2 separate regions of the Sus scrofa genome follow, and region 2 is linked to region 1. A link is a contact called in public HiChIP or PLAC-seq data. All regions are on one chromosome and are shown on one strand. Each heading gives the region's core, a stretch centred on a gene start, on an enhancer-like site or on the middle of the called end of the contact. The rest is flanking DNA. Distances are from core to core; before and after follow the strand shown.

Region 1 (4,021 bases), core at 627-3,126:
CCTACTCCCCCCACCACATAAGGACACAACAGAAATCTGCAACCAGGGAGACCCTCCCTGGACCATCCTGGAATTGGGCTCAGACTTCCGGCCCCCAGAACTGTGAGCGGTGGATTTCTGTTACTGCCAAGCCGTCCAGGCCCTGGTAGGTGGGTTCAGCAGCTTGAATGGATTAACATCACCCTCTACACCTGCCTTTAAAAAAGCGCCTTCCTGAAGCGGACACCTGTCATTTGTGTATGTCCCAAACCTCTGACTGTACTCTCCACACAGTTAACGTCTTATAGGATAATTTCCTTCTTTCCAACAGAGAATGAGCCAATGAAACCAAACCCTCCTGGTCTGGCCTCTGTGCTGCTGTGATGCAGTTGTGTGACTTAGGTTCTGCCAGGCAGAAGGGCTCCCTCGAGGCTTTGCTGGGAGCTAGTGGTGTGGCTCTGAGCAGCACCAGGGGAGGGGCCCCCAACTCACCAGCCTCCGGACCCTTGATTGGCTGACTCTGCTGTGTCGTTCTGGGAATCACCTGGGAAGCTCCACCCACTTCTTGATCCATCCCAGGATTCTGAGAACGCTTCGTCAAAATCCCTTCCTGCCTCACCAGCTAGCGGCCATTCGTATGCATCCCCCTGATCAGCACATCTCCTGTCACCCACAACAGGGGAAAGTGAAGGACAATCTCTCTTGTTCTCTCATGCCGCCTGTTGGACAGTCTTACTCAATTAACCCGCACTATAGGCCTTGCAGCTCTGGGTCTCGTAGCTGTTCGTCTCTCGTCCTTCATAGATTTGTGTGCCTGTGCCCTCCTCACAAACCTCTCTCCAGTGTTCCTTCTCATCCCGTGATGGGTCATTTTGACAGCGCTTGGCATTCCCGGCCCCACCATTTTCAGACGTAACCATTCTGCAGTGATCAGCCCAGGTGAGCTGCCACTGTGCAGAAGCACGGATCTGAATCACTAACACACCACGGCTGATGAGTTGCCTTGGTTTTTCTCTTCCTTCCACCCACAACACCCATCAGTGCTCACATGGGCCGAACCCAGCGGGGGCCAGATAGCAAAGGGGGCCGGAGGAAAAGTGGCTGGTGGGGCCAGTCCAGTTGCAGCACAGAGTCTGGAAAAAGCAAAACCAGACCTGGGTCTGTGGAGATGACAGCTGCACAGAAGCTCACAGGAGGCAGCAGGACAACCGGGAATGGGCTCAACTAGAACATGATGCAGGGAGGACGCCACGCCGTGTTCATAAGATACAGAGTTTGGTTGGTTTGGTTTGGAGTGTCAGTGAGCTGTCTCTCTAAGTCAGAAACCAATACATCTCTGCATCTACACATGAGTTTTCATGTTGGAAAATAATGGCAGAGTTCCCGTCGTGGCTTAGCAATTAACAAATCCCACTAGCATCCATGAGGACTCAGGTTCAATCCCTCACCTTGCTCAGTGGATTAAGGGTCTGGCGTTGCCTGGAGCTGCGATGTAGGTTGCAGACGCAGCTCGGATCTGGTGTTGCTGTGGCTGTGGCACAGGCTGGCGGCTACAGCTCTGATTGGACCCCTAGCCTGGGAACTTCCATATGCCTTGGGTGTGGCCCTAAAAAAGGCAAAAAAAAAGAGAAAAGAAAAGAATGGGGATGCATAGAGAAAAGTGCTCCTGTAATCCAGGACGCCATGGCCACTGCCAAACACAGGAAATGCATGATCATTCCTGGCACAGAAATCAGGAAGAAACATCAAAGACAAAACTGGCGGGGAGGGAGGTTTCAAATGTGCACACTCATCTCCTAGCATCATTGTGATAAAAATGGCCCATGACACACCCCTGACTGAACCTGCTGACAGATCCAGGTCTCGGAAGATTGAGAAAGCAGTGGGAGGGGCTGCTGTTCTCGACTGACTTCCAATTAAGAAGGAGGAAGCGATGGGAGAAGTGGAAGTGATAGACACAGTGAGAGAAGATGCGCACGTCATCCTTGTGTCCATGACGGCCAGGAGAAAGAAACCTAATCTGGTGAGAATCTCGTAGTTCAAAGCAGAGATTTCCAAGAATTGAAAGGTGAGCTGGAATCTAAAAAAACCATCCTCCTTCTCAATTCTTGAAAACGGGGTTCTGACCACACAGATGAGTAATTGATGAAGAGGTAAAAGAACCACAACAAGCTGATATGTCTGCACAGACAACGATGTAGTGAAGTCACAGCTAAAAAGGACCATGGTCCCAGGAAGGCTTCCAGAGACAGAGATGAATCCCAAACTGTGAGACAGAGCTAAATGCTCATGTCCACAAGCCTAACACCCAGGAAAGGGTGTCTTGCAAACAAAGCTAAAGAAAACCATAGAGGAACTTTTTTTTAAATTAATAATTTAATTAATTTATTTTGTCTTTTTGCCATTTCTTGGACCCCTCCCGCGGCATACAGAGATTCCCAGGCTAGGGGTCGAATCGGAGCTGTAGCCGCCAACCTATGCCAGAGCCACAGCAACTCGGGATCCGAGCCATGGTTGCGACCTACACCACAGCTCACAGCAACGCCGGATCCTTAACCCACTGAGCAAGGCTAGGGATCGAACCTGCAACCTCATGGTTCCTAGTTGGATTCGTTAACCTCTGCACCACGATGGGAACTACCAAGGAAGTTTTGAAATGTGTTTCTGGAACAAGATAAGGTTGACTGGCAGCAGAATAAAAGAAAAGCAAACCTACTCAACTCCTGTCCATTGGTATGTTTAACACCCCTGTCAGGAGCAAATAAAGAAAGAAGTAAGACTTTATAGCTGGGGAAGAGGAGGCCAGAATTAATAAACCGAACTGGATCCTCAAGTCCACAGCACAGTTGTAAGAGGGTACCTGGGTATTCCATGGGCATTTCCATTATCCAACCTGGAGGGGTCACATGCACTGTTGGTGGGAATGTATATTGGTACAACCGCTATGGAAAACAGCTTGGAGGTGCCTCAGAGAACTAAATATAGAACTGCCATATGATCCAGCAATCCCAATCCTGGGCCTATATCTGGACAGTAATTAAAAAGATGCACGCACCCCTTATGTTCATTGAAGCACTATTCACAATAGCTAAGACATGGAAGCAATTTGAATGTCCATCAACAGATCAATGGATTAAGAAGATGTGGTACATATACAAAATGGAATATGACTCAGCCATGAAAAAGAATGAAATAATGCCATTTGCAACAACACGGATGCAACTAGAGATTCTCATGCTAAGTGAAGTCAGTCAGAAAGAGAAAGACAAATACCAGAGGATTCCACTCGTATGTGGAATCTAAAATATGGCACAAATGATCCTATTTACGAAACAGAAACAGACTCAGAGACATGGAGAACAGACTTGTGGTTGCCAAGAGGAGGGCAGAGAGAGTGGGATGGACAGGGAGTTTGGGGTTGGTAGATGCAAACTATTACATTTAGAATGAATAAGCAATGAGGTCCTGCTATACAGCACAGGAAACTATATCCAGTCTCTTGAGATAAACTGTGATGGAAGGTAATATATGAAAAAGAATGTGTATATATATATGTGTGTGTGTGTATATATGACAGGGTCACTTTACAGCAGAAATTGGCACAACATTGTAAATAAACTATACCTTAATAAAAAATTTAAAAAATTAAAAAGAAAACAAAATGCATGAGATGAATATCAGTTTTTTTTTTTTTTTTTTTTTTTTTTTCCCCTTTTCTAGGGCTGCTCCTGCGGCATATGGAGGTTCCCAGGCTAGGGGTCGAATCTGAGCTGTAGCCGCCAGCCTACGCCAGAGCCACAGCAACTTGGGATCCGAGCCATGGCTGCGACCTACACCACAGCTCACGGCAACGCCGGATCGTTAACCCACTGAGCAAGGCCAGGGATTGAACCCGCAACTCATGGTTCCTAGTCGGATTCGTTAACCACTGCGCCACGATGGGAACTCCTGATTTGCAGTTCTTATCAAGTTTTCATGGGAACTGAAGAGGGGCTGGGACAAGGTTGGTAGATAAAGTTGACCCCCAGTTTCAAAACCAGAG
Region 2 (4,582 bases), core at 458-2,957, 180 kb before region 1:
TCCCGGAGGAATTCCCACGGTGGCACAAGCAGATTAAGAGGCTGATGTTGTCTCTGTGGCAGCTCGGATTTGATCCCTGGCTCAGCACAGTGGGTTAAGAATCTGGCGTTGCTGCAGCTGCAGTGCAGATCGCAGCTGTGACTCAAACTCAGTCCCTGGCTTGGGAATTTCCATATGCCGCAACTGCCCCCAAAAAAAGGAAAGAGAAAAGAAGAAAAAAGCTGCCCCTTGGAGACTCTTACTGGGCGGGGGTCTGAGGGCAGAACCTGGCTACTATTTTATTGAATAAAGACCTCTCTGAATAATTTTTTATAAACTTCCCAAGAATACCTTCCTGACAAAGTCATTGTTTACGTGGGAGAAGTTGGTGCCGACTGCCAACCATCCTTCAACGCTGGAGGGAAACGTGTTCTCGAAGAAAAACACCAGCTCTTCTTCCCTCAGGCTCTCCTGTTTTTCTTAGCATCTGTTTGGGATTCTGCGGTGTTACATGAATTTTCTCATACTTCCAACTTTGACCACAGTTGACTCAAGGACCAACAGCCCATTAGGGCTCAAATTCACCATCGTGAACATGGTCTGGAAAATGATGATTTGGGGGATTTCAAGATCAGATCCTAACGGGTGACTGAAACACCTGTGTCCCATGTACCTGGCCATTCCTCTCAGACTTTGGGGAGGAAGCAGGCAGACAGTGCTGTTAATACTCAGAGCTCTCTCTGGAGCTCCCTTGTGGCTCAGTGGGTTTAGGAGCTGGTGTTCCTGCTGTGGTATGGGTTTTGGCATGGGTGCAGCCAAAAAAATAATAATCAGAGCACTCTCTCATTTCAAATGTCTTAAAGATGGAGGTAAGAGCTGCTCAGAGGACGTGAAGCTGCATTTATGAATGAAAGCATTCGCGGCTGGGTTTCCTGCCTTCTGTTTCCTTACAGATCTCAAGTTGTAACTTCCACATGAGACCACGCTGCTGTAACAATTTCTATTTCTAGTCTGCATCCCGTCCCAGAGGAGAGGAGAGACGATTTGGCCGTGCATAGAACAGTCCAAAACAGAAAAAAGTCCTTTCCTCTGGCTGGCGTTCAACGTTTATATTTTTAGATTTGGAAATACATTTTCCTTTCCCTCCACCCGGCATGTATATTTGTACTCGCCTCTTATTCCTTCCAAAGGGCACCGCAATCTGTTTCCTGGCAATTTGAGAAGTGAGAAATGTCTGCGTGGGGGGAAAAAAGCAAAGACACATGTGATGCCATAATTTTAGCAAGGAAACATTGCCCAATGACAAAACCAGGGGCTGTCTTGTGATGGTGTCTTCTGCTCTCACCAGTGCCCTATTCTGGTCTCGCTGAAGGCGACTCGGGCTGTCGCCCAGATGTCGTGACCTGCTGTAATCGGCAGTACACATCTCCAAGGACAGGGAGGGCGTGCCGACCTTAACTTGGAAAGCGGGAGCACGATGATGGGGATTGAACCACCCCTCTGCATTCATTGCAAATATTAAAAACAGGCAGTCTGTCCAGCCGCAGTTCCGATCTTTAAGTGCCCATCCTACGAATGCGTTAAAAAGTTTGTTCAGGCAACAAGGACCTATCGAGCATTGCCATCTGCCAGGAGGGCTCTGAGCACCGGGAATAGGGCCACCTTTGCCCTGTTGATGTTGAAACAGCCCTGACCTCACAGTCAGGGCACTTGAGGTTGCATAAGACCAGGGCGGGGTGTCAACAGGGCCCTTCTGATTAACTGTGGTTTTCTCTGTGTCCAACTGAGCCAAGGTCTGTCCCAGGCAACACTGGAAAGCCTTTCAGGTTAGAACACGATTTCTCCTTCTGCTTCCTTGATGTCTGCCTCCTGTCAGAACACGAGCTGGCTGAAAAAATGTAAACTTTTCTGCTGCCTCTCTACGGGTTATCTAACCACCAACACTGGTGTGGCGTCCAGGTTTCCAGAACGCTCTGTGGTGCATGCTTACATTCTGCTTCCCAAAGGAAAAAAAGCAGCTTAAGACTATTTCAAGAAGTACTTCCACACGTGATCATCATTCAGTATTACAATGTATTATGTGCAAAATTCCACTTAAAAAATCATTTACAAAAGGAAGGACAACACAGTATGTGCTGAGGGGTCCAGATGTACAGCAAAAGCTTAAAAAAAGGTCTAAGGTACAAAGCCAACCAAATTAGATGACTATGCATCTTTACACAGTACGAGAACGTATTTTTGTAACTACCTGTGTTACACTGATATGAGACCCTTATCCCTTGTGAATCCCCAAACAGGTTTCATGAAACAGAAATTTAACCTCATCACACATTCTTACCACACAGAGATGGGCTTTTGGGGGAGCGTCTGCAAACTCCTTTCCAAATGGCATTTATTTCACTCAAAGTCACATCATACATTATGTGATTTCTGCCCCAAATAATTGGATGCTATTCATTTTGATTTCTGTAGAAAAGGATAAAAATGTTGTTCTTATTATTTTTTTTTCCCTCCTGGGGTTTTTGAAATGGATTCCAGAAGCAAATAACACGGGACTGACTTTGCAACTCTCACTGTGTATTTACAGTATTTTCAGCAGAGGTGGTTCCTTCTACCCCCTTTCTCCACTTCCTTCGAGGAGCCTGAACCAGCAGACTACCCTCCTTAATCCCCCGTTAGAGTCTGTATTTCTCTCTCGGCCTCTCTCTACATTCATTTCTCTCCTGATCCGCAGCATCGCTCGGTTCAAACACAAAACAGCGCAACATCACTGAGCAGGAACAAGGCAATAACAGTACATCAGATTTCCAAAGGCATTCTGTGGCCAGTGTCAGTAATACGTGGCTTTAAGAAACCCAGCCGTCTCTCCCCACAAAGTTGCCGCAACATCCAGTTACAGAAGAGAGACTTTTAAAATGCAATACTCTCAAATCCAGCAAGAGATTTTGTTTTGCATATTAAATGTTAAAAATCACATGCATAATTATAGAATATCTTAACGTTATAAAAATAGTTTAAAAACCCATCCTGACAGTTTACCTGCAACTGCTATAAAATTTTCTATGAAATATATAAAAACACAAAGGTTCTTTGTAAAAAAAAAAAGAAAGAAAGAAAGAAAGAAAGAAAGAAGGGAGGATGGACGGAGGCATCCACAGAACTGACAGGGTCTTTGACGCACTGCATCAGACAGTCTTGTCAAACGCCGGCCACTGAACTCAGGAGGAGGGCTTGTACCTTCAGTGTTCACTCAGCACACACACACACATACACTGGAGCCAACCTAGAACTTGGCCGGGGGTAGGTGGCCAACAATCTCAGGACCTTTGAACCATCAGATGCAAATCTCCATCTCAGACGGACGGATCCTACTGTTTCTGGAAGCTCAGCTACCTTGCGTGGGCAACACAGCTAAAGGTGCCCGTGGCCAGGTCGGCCTGTGGATGGCTCGGTCACTGACCCGAGGGGTCCCCAAGGAGGGGACTGCCTCTCCAGCACAGAGGCCGGGTCCCCAAGCCCCCTTTGGACGCACTGCTGGGAAGTCTTGCGTGTCCCCTAGGAGGCGGGGAGGTCTTCTTCCCCATTCTGGAAGATGACACCGTAAGGATCCTTCTTGATGCGCTTGTAGACGAAGTGGAAGATGTGGGGCTGTGGCCGGCTGTGCAGCTCGGCCTTGATCTTTTGAGGGTATGTGTCCTCTGCCAGCTGCTGCCACGTTTCGTCCACGAAGAGGAAGAGGCTGTATTCCGCGGGGTCGGCCACCTTGAACTTCTCAGCACAGAGCTGACACACGTCCTCCGTGGTGACGTAGGGTCTCACCAGGAGGGTCTTTCCTGTGCAGCCACTGTTGACCTCCTGGAAGGCCACCCGGAGGTAATTCTGCAGGTGGAAAGAGATGCAGGGACAGGGTCAGGAGAGGGAGGGAGGGAGCCAGTGCAGGGAGCACGGGAGATGCCATGGTCGTCTCACGGGTGAGGACCCTGGGCTCGGGCTCGACCAGACGTCCAAGGTCAGGACACCAGGCCTCCAAGTGCAGGGAAAGAGGCTGATTGGAAGCTGGACCGTGCAGGACACAACCATATGGACTGAGTTGCTACATTTTATTTTTTGTTTTTGTTTTCTGGCCGCGCCTACGGCACATGGAAGTCCCCCGGCCAGGGATCGAACCTGTGCCACAGCAGCGACAACGCCATGTCCTTTAACTGCTAGGCCACCAGGAAACTCCCTGGGTTGCTGTATTTCAATTCAGCCCAAGTACAAGAATCAGGAAGTCCGCTCAGTCCTGTTCTGACCTCTCCGTCCCTCTCATACAGTCTGGCTGAGTCATCCCTGATTAAGGGTGGCAGCAGAATCCAAAGCCGGATTTACCCCCAGATTGAAAAATGCCCCCATCAGCAGAAAAGCCTCAGGCAGGAGTCAGGAGGAAGGACATGTAACACAGGCCAGATAATGCAGGCTATGTTTACGCTGCACTACTTTTTATGAAGCGTGAGCAAGGCCAGTGGTGTCAGGTTGGACCACAAGATGCTGTGGACAGCGAACCATCCTTCCCCTCCTCAAATGGCAACTGCATGTGGTTCAACCCAACACAGGGCTCCAAGTG

The links. HiChIP or PLAC-seq counts read pairs in DNA pulled down with a chosen protein or histone mark.
Region 2: an H3K27ac HiChIP or PLAC-seq map of alveolar macrophages shows a contact between it and region 1. The contact joins two enhancer-like sites. A contact is called at or near these places in 4 of 47 Hi-C or Micro-C datasets (blood, fetal liver, fibroblasts and 1 more) and 1 of 2 datasets of contacts at active chromatin or transcription factors (alveolar macrophages).

The regions. Positions count from the first base shown.
Region 1 is chr17:27,875,581-27,879,601 of Sscrofa11.1, reverse strand. No RefSeq gene overlaps it. Among named protein-coding and RNA genes, the nearest start is that of RIN2, 64 kb to the left of the region's middle. Within about 2 kb of position 1,876, at least 7 of the 83 cell types and tissues checked have an H3K27ac peak or open chromatin away from gene starts, as enhancers often do. A contact at or near this core is called in alveolar macrophages, where this site is marked.
Region 2 is chr17:28,055,601-28,060,182 of Sscrofa11.1, reverse strand. RIN2 (ras and Rab interactor 2) reads right to left here. Exons shown (of 13, transcript XM_021077420.1): 13 at 2,033-3,858. The coding sequence ends at 3,535. Among named protein-coding and RNA genes, the nearest start is that of NAA20, 12 kb to the left of the region's middle. Within about 2 kb of position 1,707, at least 36 of the 83 cell types and tissues checked have an H3K27ac peak or open chromatin away from gene starts, as enhancers often do. A contact at or near this core is called in alveolar macrophages, where this site is marked.